Linked DNA regions of Mus musculus: region 1 is linked to region 2. A link is a contact called in public Hi-C data. All regions are on one chromosome and are shown on one strand. The core of a region is the stretch at or near the end of the contact, and the rest is flanking DNA. Distances in the headings are between cores, read along the strand shown. Region 1 has its middle 15 kb from the start of Gm52860. Region 2 overlaps Gm26008 (a long non-coding RNA gene).

Region 1 (6,850 bases), core at 1,254-3,753, 190 kb after region 2:
GCGTGTGTGTGTGTGTGTGTGTGTGTGTGTGTGTAATGTTTGTGGGTATCCATGAAGTCTAGAGCAGGGTTGCTGTTACAGGGAGTGTTACTGTAACACTGGGAATTGAGTTGCTCTTCCTCTGGAAGAGCAATAGATTCTCTTAACCACTGAACCATCTCTCCAGTCCTGATTTGTAAGTATTAAGCTTCTTCTTCTTCTTCTTTTATTTATTTATTTATTTATTTATTTATTTATTTATTTATTTTTTTGAGACAGGGTTTCTCTGTATAGCCCTGGCTGTCCTGGAACTCACTCTGTAGACCAGGCTGGCCTCGAACTCAGAAATCTGCCTGCCTCTGTTTCCCGAGTGCTGAGATTAAAGGCGTGCGCCACCACGCCCGGCAAGTATTAAGCTTCTTAAAATCGTTCAGGAGATCTTGATAAAGGGAAATCCATTTATTTATAGTTTGGTCAAAAGGTACTGAAGGAAGATTCCTGGCTTCTCTCTGCCATTTCTATGACAGGCTAACAATTTTATACAAAGAATGAAACAAGACACACGTGGGGGTGTGGACCTTTGATCTGAGCACTCAGGAGGCAGAGACAGGAGGGTCCAAGCCTGGTCCACACCATGAGCTCCTGGCCAACCAGGGCTGCTTAGAGTAGAGAGACTCTTTTTTAAAAAGAAACAAAAGGCTGAAATAAGAACCAGAAATATGTTGATTTAAGCTATCAGAAGGGGTTGCATGTCAGATATGTACATTATAATTCACAATAGCAGCAAAATTACACTTATGAAGTAGCAATGAAAGTAATCTTTTTTATATATATTTATTTATTTATTTACTTATTTATTATATGTAAGTACACTGTAGCTGTCTTCAGACACTCCAGAAGAGGGCATCAGATTTCGTTACGGATGGTTGTGAGCCACCATGTGGTTGCTGGGATTTGAACTCAGGACCTTTGGAAGAGCAGTTGGCGCTCTTAACCACTGAGCCATCTCACCAGCCCAATTAAAGTAATCTTATGGTTGGGGGTCACTATAACATGTGGGACTGTGTTAAAGGTTCACGGTACTAGGAAGGTTGACAGCCTCTGCTCTAGACGATATCTCTTGCCAGGCTGTTATAGGCTTTGGGTCCCCATGTTGCCCAGTGTAGGAAATAGTTATGGTCTACTTTCAATATGACCTCTCCCTCCCTTAGCTAGGGGCTAGCACCTGCTTGTCTCAGAATTCTGAGAGCTGGGGCTGGAGAGATGGCTCTGTGGTTAAGAGCACCTACTGCTCTTCCAAAGGTCTTGAGTTTAAATCCCAGCAACCACATGGTGGCTCACAATCATCCATAATGAGATCTGATGCCCTCTTCTGGTGCATCTGAAGACAGCTACAGTGTACTTATAAAAAAAAAAAAAAAAAGAAGAATTCTGAGAGTTAGTAAGGTACAGGCGGTCTTCTAAGTGACTGAGCCCAGAATGGCATGGGACTGGGAAGGCAGGTCCAAGTCCCAAACAGTTCATTGGATGAAGCTTTGCGTCCTTGTCAATGGGAGAATTCGGGATGCGGATCCCAGCTTGTAGAAGAAGAGGGTAAGAGTTTTTCCCCATTTAAGGATTTAAGATGGGCTGGAGAGATGGCTCAGTGTCCTGAGTTCAAATCGCAGCAACCACATGGTGGCTCACAACCATCTGTAATGAGATCAGATGCCCTCTTCTGGGGCATCTGAAAAACAGCTATAGTGTACTTATAAATAATAAATAAATCTTTTCTTTTTTTTTTTTTTTTCTTTTTGGTTTTTCGAGACAGGGTTTCTCTGTAGTCCTGGCTGTCCTGGAACTCACTTTGTAGACCAGGCTGGCCTCGAACTCAGAAATCTGCCTGTCTCTGCCTCCCAAGTGCTAGGATTAAAGACATGCACCACCACCGCCCGGCTTTTTTTTTTTTTTTTAATACATCTTTTTATTTTTTTTTTTATTATTTTTTTTTATTTTATTTTTTTTTTAAAGATTTATTTATTATTATATGTAAGTACACTGTAGCTGTCTTCAGACACACCAGAAGAGGGAGTCAGATCTTGTTACGGATGGTTGTGAGCCACCATGTGGTTGCTGGGATTTGAACTCAGGACCTTTGGAAGAACAGTCAGTGCTCTTACCCCTGAGCCATCTCACCAGCCCCCCTACATCTTTTTAAAAAAAGGATTTAAACATTGTTTTCTGTCAAGTCACAATGCTGGCCATTTTTGCCTTTTCTGGACACTGGCATCCCTTTCTGCAAAGCTGTATGGATTAAAAACGAATTCAAGGTGTTAGCCACATTGTTTTACAAATGTGTCAGCTTTCCTCTTGACCCAGCTAGCACCCAGATCATTGAGAACTGACTATGTATTTATCAAGCTTGAAGGGCACAACAACTGGGCAGAATTACTCCATTAATCCTCTGTGCTAATCTGGCTACCTCCCAGCTAAAATCCTGACATACTTGCATTTTATGGCTTTCTGTGCTCCAGCTGTTTTCTCAAGGTGTCTCCGGAAGTCTCTCCCCAAGGCTAATCTCCTTTTCCTCTCTCTTTTACCCCCTCAACCTCCCAGGGCTGGGAGGAAGCCCAGGTTTATGCTTTCCCTTGCTCATTCATTAGCTGATCAGCTTCTTTATTGACTAATCAGGGAAAGGCTGGGGAGCCGTGTTTACAGAACCTCGAGACAGGAGAGTCTCAGAATAAGGATTACAACCAGGTAAGGGAACACAGAAATCAACACCTGAATTACACAGAGCACAGTAATATTATGCCTACATCAAGGTGGGCATGACATATGCTTATAATCCCAGCAGTCATGGGGCAGAGGCAGGCAGATCTCTGAGAGTTTGAGAGCGGCCTGACATACAGTGAGTTCCAGGACAGTTAGGGAGGGGGCTGTCTCAAAACAAAATGGAATAACCCACAGGAAGTCCAACAACGAAGCGAAACTGCCTCTTCCTTTCTACTCTCTTGAATTTGTTATCACTAGGAAATTTACCAGCTTCTTCACGAGTCTCATTAACACAGGCTGGCCCCACCTTACAGGCTGGTCCTGCTATGCCATCTCTGGCCCTGCTTGGAGTTTTCCCATAGGTTGCTGAGGCACAGAGATAATAGTGTGGAGAAGAGCCTCAGTCCAGGCTCCAGGGCTCCAAGAGAAACTTGAGGAACAGGGTGGGCAGGGGCCATCCTGCTTACACGGTGGCCAAACCCTACTGCTCTGCTGGCCTGTGAACACGGTCCTGCTGCACCCACAGACCCTTGCTCAAGTAGTTTTACGACTGTCATTTAGCCAGAGCCCAAGTCTAGCTCTGTGCGAATCTGCAGTAAATCTCTGTTCTCTAGAACAATGTAGCCTCTACTCTGCCCAGGGAGTACAGGAATTAGTCCTGCTGGGAAGGGACTGTGCCTGTGATGTTTGGTTGTAGAATTGTGTGTGTCCGTGTGTCCGTTAGGAAAAGGGTGGGCAGGTAAGGGACACAGACCTTGTCCTTGTTAGGGAAGCTGGTACCAGGCTACCTAATTGTAGCCAGAAGCTGGCAACTGAACTCCACCTAGGGCCTGGGTGGGGTTAAGGTGTGGTCAATAGAGAGTCATGGAGCACAGTTAATTGGCTTCGACAGGTGTGGGTAGTAATAGCCTGTTCACCTGCCTTGTTTTGCTGTTTCCTGTTCTTGCCTCTGGTCAGACCTGAAATAGCCCCACCTACCACCAAAGTCTGCCTAGAAGGGACCACTGCCAAATGGATGTGCATTCTGGTTTAGGAAAAGGAAGTTTATTAATGCAAGAGAGGTTGTAATTGCATACCGTGAGTATACTGCATGCCCCCGAATTCTTTACTTTAAAAACGGCTAAGTTTATGTTCTGGGACTTTCATTGCAATCGAACAAGGAAACGGGTGGAAAATGCAAGGCCGGGAGCATACAGGATTAGCCTGTACTGTCCCAGGGCTCAGGGAAACCAAGACAAGAGGGAAGGAGAATTTACCACATCTCTCAGCCTCTGGAACTCCTTAGCTCTGGCTTCACCCTCACCAAGCCTCTGGAAATTTCTTTGTGTGGTTTCCTTTGCAGGATCTGTGGTAAAGGTCTTGCTTAGCATGCTGTTAAGGTACCTGGGTGAAGGAAAAAGCTGTTTCCAGCAACAAAGAGGCCCCTCCCTTTGAGAGAGAATGACACTCATCTATTGCTTTCATGGTTGTATAATGTTTTCCTGCTCTTTTTTCAAACATTTAAAAAAATGCGTGTGGCACATGTATGTAGTGTGTGTGTGTGAGTGGTGTGCATGCCCATGTGCACGCAGGTCCCCTTGGATGCCAGAAGACAGCATCAAACCCCTGGAGCTGGAGTTACAGGCAATTGTGAACACCCTGTTTAGACAACAGTAGCTGAGCTGTTGTCTACCACAAGAGCAGTGCTTCATCACTGAGCCATCTCTCCATTTTGTGGCTTTTTCATGGTTTATTTATTTATTTTTAAGATTTTATTTATTTTACGTATGTTCCTACACTGTTGCTGTCTTCAGACACACCAGAAGAGGGCACTGGATCCTATTACAGATGGTTACGAGCTAATCTGGTTGCTGGGAATTGAACTCAGGACCTCTGGAAGAGCATTCAGTGCTTTTAATCACTGACCCATCTCTCCAGGCCATGTTTTGTTTTAAAATGTGTGCATGTGTACGTATGTGTACTTTTTATTTGAATAGTGTGTGTGTGTATGTATGAGTGTGCACACGCACACGTGTGTGCTATGGAAGTCCCAGGACAATGTGTCAGTTTTCTCTTTCTCCTGTGTAGCCTGAGGGTTGAACTTGGGCATCAGGCCTGGCACTGGCCCTTTGCTCCCTGAGCATTCTCTCGAGGCGCCACACTTGTTGTGCACGCTCAACAGGCCAGGAAGAACGACGCTGCTACAGGATCCTTCTGCACACATTTATTCAGTCCTGTTTCTTCTTTCTCCATATATCTCCCTTGTTTTTATATCTCCCTTGTTTTTATATCTCCCTTGTTTTTATATCTCCCTTGTTTTTATATCTCCCTTGTTTTTATATCTTCCCTTGTTTTTATATCTCCCCCGAACCCTGGGCCTCTCACTCTTTTATACTCTCAGTTCCCATCCATGCACAGCAGGCCACGCCACCTCACCAGGCACGCAGCTTCAGCTAATCAGGGCAGCAGGGGCAAATCTCCACCAAATTGGATTCACCTGTATCCTGGTACACCTGCGCAGCACTCAAGATGTTTGTGTCTTATATGAGGAAGTCAGGTGCAAGTCATATGACTTAGCTGCAGTCCCTGGCGCCTTTAGGACTGCCGCCACACCCGCTCCCCACAATTCCCCCTTTTTTCTTTTTTGGCAGAGAGAATGTCTGTAGATAGCCCCCCGCAGCCATGCCCCTTACCCGTCCTTGGGTGACAAACAGCATTGGTTTGATCCCTGTCTTAGGTTGGTGACATGCCCAGGGAGTCTTATCACTGACTACCTCTCTATTATGCCAAGCCACACCTGGGGAGATTGTGTTTTGCTTGTGGCAGGTGCATCAAAAGGCCAGGATGTTAATGAACCTATGGCCAGATCTTAATTGCTGCAAGCAAGCCTCATGGGTGAAGGTAGAGGTCTGATCCCCAGTGTGCAAGCATAGGGGCCCTACACAAAACCATCCCTTAGGCTCATCACCCAGAGAGGTCTTGGCCAGCTCCCGTGTCGTTTTTCCTGAGGGAAGGGAACTAGGACACTGAACCTTCATGCAATCAGACATGCCTTCCACAGGATGCCAACAGCAAGCTATCCTCTGTGCAGTGCTTAGCCTCGCACCCCACGGCATAACGCAGCATAATTTCTTTTAGAGCGGCAAACCGAATCTGAGGAGATTGTCCCGCCTCCACTGCAGCAAAAGCCTACGCTACCATGGCGAAAGTGCGGGCCGCACACTCTGCACCTAACACATGTGCCAAACACACAACGCACACACACACTATAACAAGCATACATCCCAGGGCTCTCATCCCCGCTCATCTTCCCTGAAGCAAGGGATAGATGGCCAGCGGGGCTATCTCTTTAAGGGGAATTCAGGGATCAAAAAGCGTGGAAAAATTTGAATGTCATGTCGAGCTGGTATCGGCTTCTGGAATACCGAAAGGATCTCCCATCTCGGCTCCATTGTTTGTGCTTGTGGGACCATCCACCACATCCACAGGGGCAACTGGATCAGGAGCCTCATTCTTGCAGCGTCTCATCAATCTCTCCGGCACCCAAAGAGGTTCCGTCTGGTCCTGTGGAAACACACAAACAGACCCTCTCGCCCACATCAACACCTGATCTGGTCGATCCCCAGGGGAGATGGACACAATACCTCGTGGTAATGAGACCATAAACTCAATCACCTGTGTGTCCATCTGGGAAGTCAATATGAAAGTCAAGTTTTCACTGCTGAGGAGGCATAGGGAGGAGGCACAGAAGCTAATTCGCCTTCCTCCTCCGCCTCAGCTCTTTTATTTTGTCCTTTCTGTCCACCTGATAACACTGTGTCTTCTTTCTTTTTCCTTTTTCTTTTTAAGCCCTTTTCCTCTTCCGACATATTTTCTTGTTGCTCTGTAAGGATTTTCTGACCTGTCTTGACTGCCTCTACACACAGTTTCAAACAGTAACAGAGTCCATATATCAGAACAAACAAGACCAAAACTATCAGACCTACCCACAAAGGGTCAATGGGAGAAAAAAGCATAACTACACAGCGAGGATCTCTTGATCACTACACTGAGGTTATCATAGTTCCTTAACTTGTCCCAAAACCAGGAACCTTAACTTGTCCCAAAGCCAGGAACCTTATCGTTACTTTGTGCCTCC
Region 2 (6,838 bases), core at 4,231-6,730:
TTAGGTCCCACAAGTGATCCAACACTCAAAACACACATCCACCGACTCTAGAATGTAATCTGCTACTTCTCCCTTGGACTAGTGAAGTCACCCCTGCAACGCTGCCAGGGAACACTTCATTCTCCGCCTCACCCTGTGGGCCACGTGTGGCTATAATAGAATGCAGTTCTGCTGTGGTGATAGATGGTCTTTGAGAAGCCATAAGGATTGCCACTGGGCGGGTAGAATATATCTAGCTAAATCTAGAGGTCAGACTTCTGACCTCTGCCCTACCCAGCACCCAGTGCTAGCTTATGGATAGGCTGCTGTTACCATCTCTTTCCACTTCTGTAGGAAGGAACTGCCAGGCATGGGCTGTAGCAAAGCAAAGGACTAGCCAGACAGACACATGTTTGCAAAGGCTGGCTGGGGTGCCTCTGTGTCTGGGGGTCTGTCCCCAGAGAAGCAGGCTTCACTGCCCTGTACTACTCTAGATCCTAGGAATGCTAGCGAAGAAAACTACATCTAAGGCTCTAAGACAGAAAGTGATATCAGGTGTGGGGAAAGATGAGCTCTAAGTGATGAGCTGACAAACCAGAATCCAACGAGTGCTGAGCATCCTGGCAGAGCAAGGAGCCTGCGCCATGGAGTTGAACCTTCATCCTGATATCACTGCCTATGGGGCGCAATAGACAGGACCCTGAACCTCAGGCTCCCAGGGGTTCTTATAAGCTTTGCTAGCTTACACAGAGGTACTGGCAGCCAAGCTGTGTCTGCTTAGAAGAAGGACCCCAATTCACACAGGTTCCGATATGCCCAGGGGGCCCCTGAGACTTACCCCCGACCCCCACTCTATTTTATTACCATCTTTTCCGCTTTTCTGCCATTGACGGTACAGGTAAGATTCAGGGGACCCAGAAATACCAGGATTCAACTGTGGCTCTTCCACCCTGTCCTCACGTAGAGGGACAAGCAAATGGCTCAAAGCCTAAAGTGACATTTCAGGCTGAATTCTGCGCTAGACAAATAACTGAGGCTGGGAATTCCAGGAACCAGAGCCTCACCCCCTCACACACACACACACACACAGCTGTACAGGACTCCAGTAAGGAGGAAAAGGGAGGGCAATTAGGCCAGAACTGGGTTCAGTTTCCTGTCCCCAGAGCTGGAAAAGAGCCAGAAGAGCTAAGTCCAACCACCCCAGGGGCAGGAAGTGGGAGACCAGGCCACACCGAAGCCCCAGATCAAGCCTTTAACAGCTGTTCCTGGGACAGAAGCCAATCCAGGTTGGGGTGTGGTGAGCCTCCTACCCTTCCAGAACAAGATTTCATTTAATCCCCGTTCTTGCCTCGCTTACAGAGGAGGAAACGGAAACACATGCTAAATAAGGATCAGAACCAGGTCAAGGTCACTCAGCTGCTGGAGAGCAGAGCTGGCTTGAATCTTGGTAGACCCTAGGACCTCTGCACAGGTTCCCCTTGGGAATTGATGGTAGCTCACAGACAGGCCCTCTCCAGGAACTGCCCTGCCTGAAAGGAGGTGCCAAGGACAAGGTTGGTCTCCTCCTGGGGCCAAATCATTTGTGTGGCCATGAAACTGAGAAACAAGGGAGCAAAGACCTCAAGACCACCCACACTGACTTCAGCACTCCTGTGGGATGGAGAAGGCCTTGTGGTTTTTATTTGGGGGGGGGGGGGGTCTTTCTTTATACTGTCTCATACTATACCACGCAGGCATCAAACTCACATTAATCCTCCTGCATCAGCCTTCAGAGAATTGGGAATCCAGGCTTGAGCCCCCATGCTGCCAAGGCCTAAGTTTTTGTCCAAATAAAAATTTCCGTTTTCTTCTTCTTCTTTTCTTCTTCTTTTCTTCTTCTTTCTTCTTCTTCCTTCTTCTTCTTCTTCTTCTTCTTCTTCTTCTTCTTCTTCTTCTTCTTCTTCTTCTTTCTCCTCTCCTTCTCCTCCTTCTCCTCCTCCTCCTCCTCCTCCTCCTCCTTCTTCTTCTGTAAAATTCTGGCTAGTGTGAGCTAGGCCTTTAATCCCAGCAGGGGAAGATACATCTCTGTGTGTTCCAGGCTAGCCAAGACTCCATAGTGAAAGCCTGCCTATAAATAAATAAAATTAAGTAATTAACTTTAAAAATATATGTACAAATAAAATACTTCAAAAATGTGCGTGTCATCCTTGCACAGGGGCTGTGCTAATCCTCTCTATCATTTTAGTATATGTGTTGCCAAATTGAGCACCACAACTGTATTTCCTTGCAACCTCTCCCTAGGCCTCATCCTGCTTCCCTGCCTTAGCCTCCTTCTTAGCGTTTACCAACCCAGCCCTTTCCACATTCAGCTTTCTGCACCCAAATCTCTCTCCCCTGCTTGGCTTTGTGGGCATCCTTCCTAGGAGGTTCCACAAGCTCATCTTTGTATAGCCCTGCCTGCACTTCACATTAGCTAGGATAGAACAGTCAAGACTCCAAAATGGGTTAAGAAGGCCTCTAGGATTAGCATCAGTCAGCAGTCCTGCTATTCCTAAGCTAGTGAGTGGGACAGAGGGAGAGAGGGGGAGAGAGGGAGGAAGGGAGGGAGGGACAGAGACAGAGACAGAGACAGAGACAGAAACAGAGAGAGCATGCACACCTCTGCTCCAAACATCATTTAGGGACGTAGGGGTCAACCAGTTCAGGAGAAATGAGCACAGAGATACAGCAGTCCTTGCTAAAGACACCAGGAAGGTAAGTGTAGGACCTGGCTTTGCACTTCCTGTGTCTTGACTTCCTGTGGCTGGAGACTACTTGCAGCATGTGGAGTTGATGCCTAGGTTTTGAGACAGGAAAGACAAGAAAAATTAATTCCTCACTCGATAGTACGGCTGAAGCTTCTAACTAGTTGAGAATCAAGAGTTCCAGCTATCAAGTTTGGTGGCACATCCCAGCACCCTGGAGGCAGAAGCAGGTGGTTGTCTGTGGGTTCAAGGCTAGCCTGGTCTACAAAGAGAGTTCTAGGACAGACAAGTCTACACAGAAAAATCCTGTCTCAAACAAAACAAAACAAAACAAAAACAAAAACAAAAACAAAAAAACAAAACAAAACAAAAAACCTTCCTGGTTATCAACATTTGTTATATTGTTACCACCAGAGGAAGTATTTCTTTTATATAGAAATACTTTCAGATATGAATGTTAAAATAACAACAAACCTGGCTTAAGGCCTGCATCTGTATGACCTCAGGTAGGACCTTACTCCTCTCCTAGATTTTTTCCCAGAATTCCACATACAAAACATTGTATTATATTATATTATATTACATTATATTACATTACATTATATTATGCTGGCAAAAGGGCTCAGTGGGTAAAGGTGCCAACCCAAGTTCTATCACCTGGACTGACATGGTAGAAATATAGAATTAACTCCTTTAATTGACCTCTGACCTCCTCATGCATGTGCAGATATAGATAGATAGATAGATAGATAGACACACACACACATATATACACAGCCAATTTAAAAACATTATTAACTAATTCACAGTGAGGCATCCTATTGCTTCCCTGTGTCAAGTACAATCCTGTCTGGCATACCTTTGTCCATCCTGAGATTTCATTTACATTTCTTAGCAAACTTTGTAAATAACAACTTTCGAAACAACCAGAATCCTACATGTAAGTATTGTTAAGCCAGCTGGACTCGACCCTTTGTCCTAAGCACCTCTCTATTAACCTCTGCTCTTAAGTATGTTTAAATAATGTTTTATAAAGAGTCTGGGGAAATGGCTCACATACTCCACCTGCAGCCAGGAGTCCAACATCCCCCGTGTCAAGCAACTCCCAACTGCCTGGAACTCCACCTCCAGAGTCTATCTGCTGCCACTACCTCCAGAACTAGTTCCAGGACAGCCAGGGCTCAGAAAAACATATCTATATCTTATCTATCTCTATCTATTTACCTATCTATCTATCTATCTATCTATCTGTGCTATTTAATAAACTCTGTAAGGAATGGCAGCAAGCACCTTTATTCCTAGCATGCAGGAAGCAGAAACAGGTCATTTCTGTGAGTCCCAGACCAGCCAGGGACACACAGTGAGACCCTGTCTCAACAGCTAAACAAACTAAATCCGAGCTGTGATGCTGCGGCTATAGCTCAGGTGGTAGAGTGCTAACCTAGAAAGTGCAACGTCCTGGGTCTGAACTCTACACCCCATAAAAGCAGGCATGATGGTATATGCTTGTCATCCTAGCACTTGAGAGGGAGAGCCAGGAGGATCAGAAAGTCAAGGTTAAACTCTGATACATAGCAAGGTTGAGGACAGCCTGGGCTACATGACGCCAGGTTTCAAATGAAATAAACTCTATCTCTGCTTCATGCTGGCCTTGTCCAAAATTCTTTCCTGCTGTGATGATTATAATTGGGTTTGAGGTCCCTGTAAGGGAGGGGAGCTCTATAAAGGGGAGAAAATGGCTGCCACAGTTGATAGCTAAAGTGAAGCTAAATCTTCAATCCCATACCACCACTGACAGGAATGGAGTAAACACAAGCAGGAAGCCAGTGTGGGGTCAGGAATGACTATCATCACCATCATCATCATCATTTTGTTTTTTGAGACAGGGTCTCACTTTGTAGACCAGGCTGCCCTCAAATTCACAGAGATCTACCCGCCTCTGCTTCCTGAGTGCTGGGTGTGCGACACTGCACCCAGCTTTCCTTTTTGCTTTGGGACAGTCTTTTGTATCCCCACACTCACTGGACAGCTGTGGATGGCATTGAATGCCTGTTCATTATGCTACCACACTTGAAGATAAACATTTTAAAATGGAAGCACTATCCCTGTACGGATGACAGTACTTAAACCCAAAGCCCCCACAGGTGTAAGGTCTCCTTGCTGAGCCTGCAGGCTTAGCTCCTTCTGGCTCTGTGCTCCATGCAGCTTCAAGGATCCCAACCTCCACTGTCTGGCTGTTTGTTTTCCTTAGGCATAATAACTGGTGAGTTCTTTTCTGTATCCATTTTTAATTATCTCGTCTATGAAACTGAGAACCTGCAAAGGGAACCCAGTGTTTCCTGGTGACACAGCAGACTTGGTCCATAGTTGTTTCCACACACTTTAAACATGTGGTGTTCACTGGCTCAAAGGAGGGTGGCTACAAATGACCTCAATCCACATAAGGAGGAAGGGAAGAGAGGGCCACTGGCCTATCCCTGGAAGAGGAATCAGGTGACCGTGGAGAGGTAAGGACTAAGAAGCCCAGCTAGCTTCAGGCTCCAGGGAGTCCAGGCCCAGGTTGGAAACACTTATCAGCTGCCATCCCTGTCCCTACCCCGCCCCCCCCCCACCTCCTCTGTGCCCCCATGATCCCCTAGGCCAGGACCTGGGCTGCAGAGACATCTGCTTCTATTTGTTTTTCCTTTTCCCTTTCCCTTGATGTCACCCACCTCACCCCACCCTGTGACTCCCGGGAGAGAGCTCACCTCACCTCGGGAGGGACTCGTTTAGTCACTTCTTTCTAAGCCAGGGAGAGAGAAGGAAGGGGGAGGGGAGGAAAGACCAGAGACTTGTGGTACTGGCATTAAGACTAAACACAGCCTGAAGCTGACACCCTGAGGTCAAAGTGGAGAAAGAAAAAAAAAAAAAAAAGACGGGTGAAAGGCTGTGCTAAGAAAAGCTAAGAAAAGCACCAGGGAACAGACTGTGGGGTGAACCTGAGCTGAGGAGAAACTCGATGACTCTTACCTTTGGGTCACACCTAGGCTAATAACCACGACTGGAAATTCCTGTTGGGAAGAGGCAGCTTTTTCTTATTGAGATAATAAGCCCTCGGTGTTGAACCTGGAACACTTTCAGACCAGTGGAGGCTCCCGCAAACTCATGGGGAACCTTTGTGTAAATCAGAAAGGGGAGGTCTTTTCTCCAGGCGGTCACGACCTCCAGCTTGGCCCGGTGTCTCTGCTTTCCCAGCTGACTACCTGGGCAAAGGTACATCTGACACTCGCCCTCACCTTCACCCTCGCCCTTACCCTCACCCTACCTTGCCACCTCCCCTACCCCTGCTAAGTTGTTGCTGGCCCACCCTGCTGAAGTTGACATCCAAATAAATCCAGGACTACCACTCAATTCCCTTGTCCCAGGAGAGGCTTCCGGTTGATGTGGAAGAAGTCTTTCTTGCCACATCCCTGGCCTGACCAAGGATGGTTATTAGCAATTTAGTACTGATTGGGCCCTGTCCACATCAGTCAAGAAGAGGGAGGGACTTACGAGCCTCCACCCTCCCTGAAGATCTATACGCAGTTATGGGATGCTGGCAGGAAGAGACATTTTCTTTAGTATTGTAGCCATTGATAAGGCGCTCCAAATCCCACAAACAATTGGGACACACACACACACACACACACACACACACACACACACACGCAGGCACGCACGCGCGACAGGGAAATAGGATAAGAACTGGTTAAGGAAAGGAATCAGCAGGAGAGGGAGAAGAGTGAACAAGAAGTAAGGGGGTGCCAAAGACCACGGAAACACAGTATGCACGTGCATGAAAATGCCGTAAGGAAACCCATGGTCATGTATCACTAGTACATGCTAATAAAAATATTAAAATTGGAAATCACGGCTATGTAGCCCCTGGTGACATAAACGACTTGGGCAAAGATTATGGAAGGTTACTAGAGAGCAAAATATGTTGGCTAAAGAAGCACTTCCAGACAATGCAGAAATTACCAAAGGAATAAATTCCCTTTCCAACAGAGAGAGCTGGCGGGCCACACCCACCCAAGTGATCAAACTGAGTGTCCCTGTTAGTACAATGGTTATGCACCTCCTGGTGTGATTAATCTAAAATAAATACCTCTACCACC

The links. A called contact is a pair of places that touch in the nucleus more often than the background predicts.
Region 1: a Hi-C map of embryonic stem cells shows a contact between it and region 2, with 3 times the contacts expected there. The contact joins two enhancer-like sites. A contact is called at or near these places in 7 of 39 promoter capture datasets (the 3T3-L1 cell line, 3T3-L1-derived adipocytes, cranial neural crest and 4 more), 6 of 484 Hi-C or Micro-C datasets (the G1E-ER4 cell line and embryonic stem cells), 1 of 115 datasets of contacts at active chromatin or transcription factors (embryonic stem cells) and 1 of 9 other capture datasets (embryonic stem cells).

The regions. Positions count from the first base shown.
Region 1 is chr6:39,452,363-39,459,212 of GRCm38.p6, forward strand. No RefSeq gene overlaps it. Among named protein-coding and RNA genes, the nearest start is that of Gm52860, 15 kb to the right of the region's middle. Within about 2 kb of position 2,504, at least 23 of the 459 cell types and tissues checked have an H3K27ac peak or open chromatin away from gene starts, as enhancers often do. A contact at or near this core is called in embryonic stem cells, where this site is marked.
Region 2 is chr6:39,263,716-39,270,553 of GRCm38.p6, forward strand. Gm26008 (a long non-coding RNA gene) reads right to left here. Exons shown (of 6, transcript XR_001785221.2): 4 at 6,829-6,838; 5 at 2,618-2,794; 6 at 1,935-2,086. Gm34147 (a long non-coding RNA gene) reads right to left here and starts at 1,896. Exons shown (of 4, transcript XR_377568.2): 1 at 1,726-1,896. It also overlaps the pseudogene LOC115490450. Within about 2 kb of position 5,481, at least 39 of the 459 cell types and tissues checked have an H3K27ac peak or open chromatin away from gene starts, as enhancers often do. A contact at or near this core is called in embryonic stem cells, where this site is marked.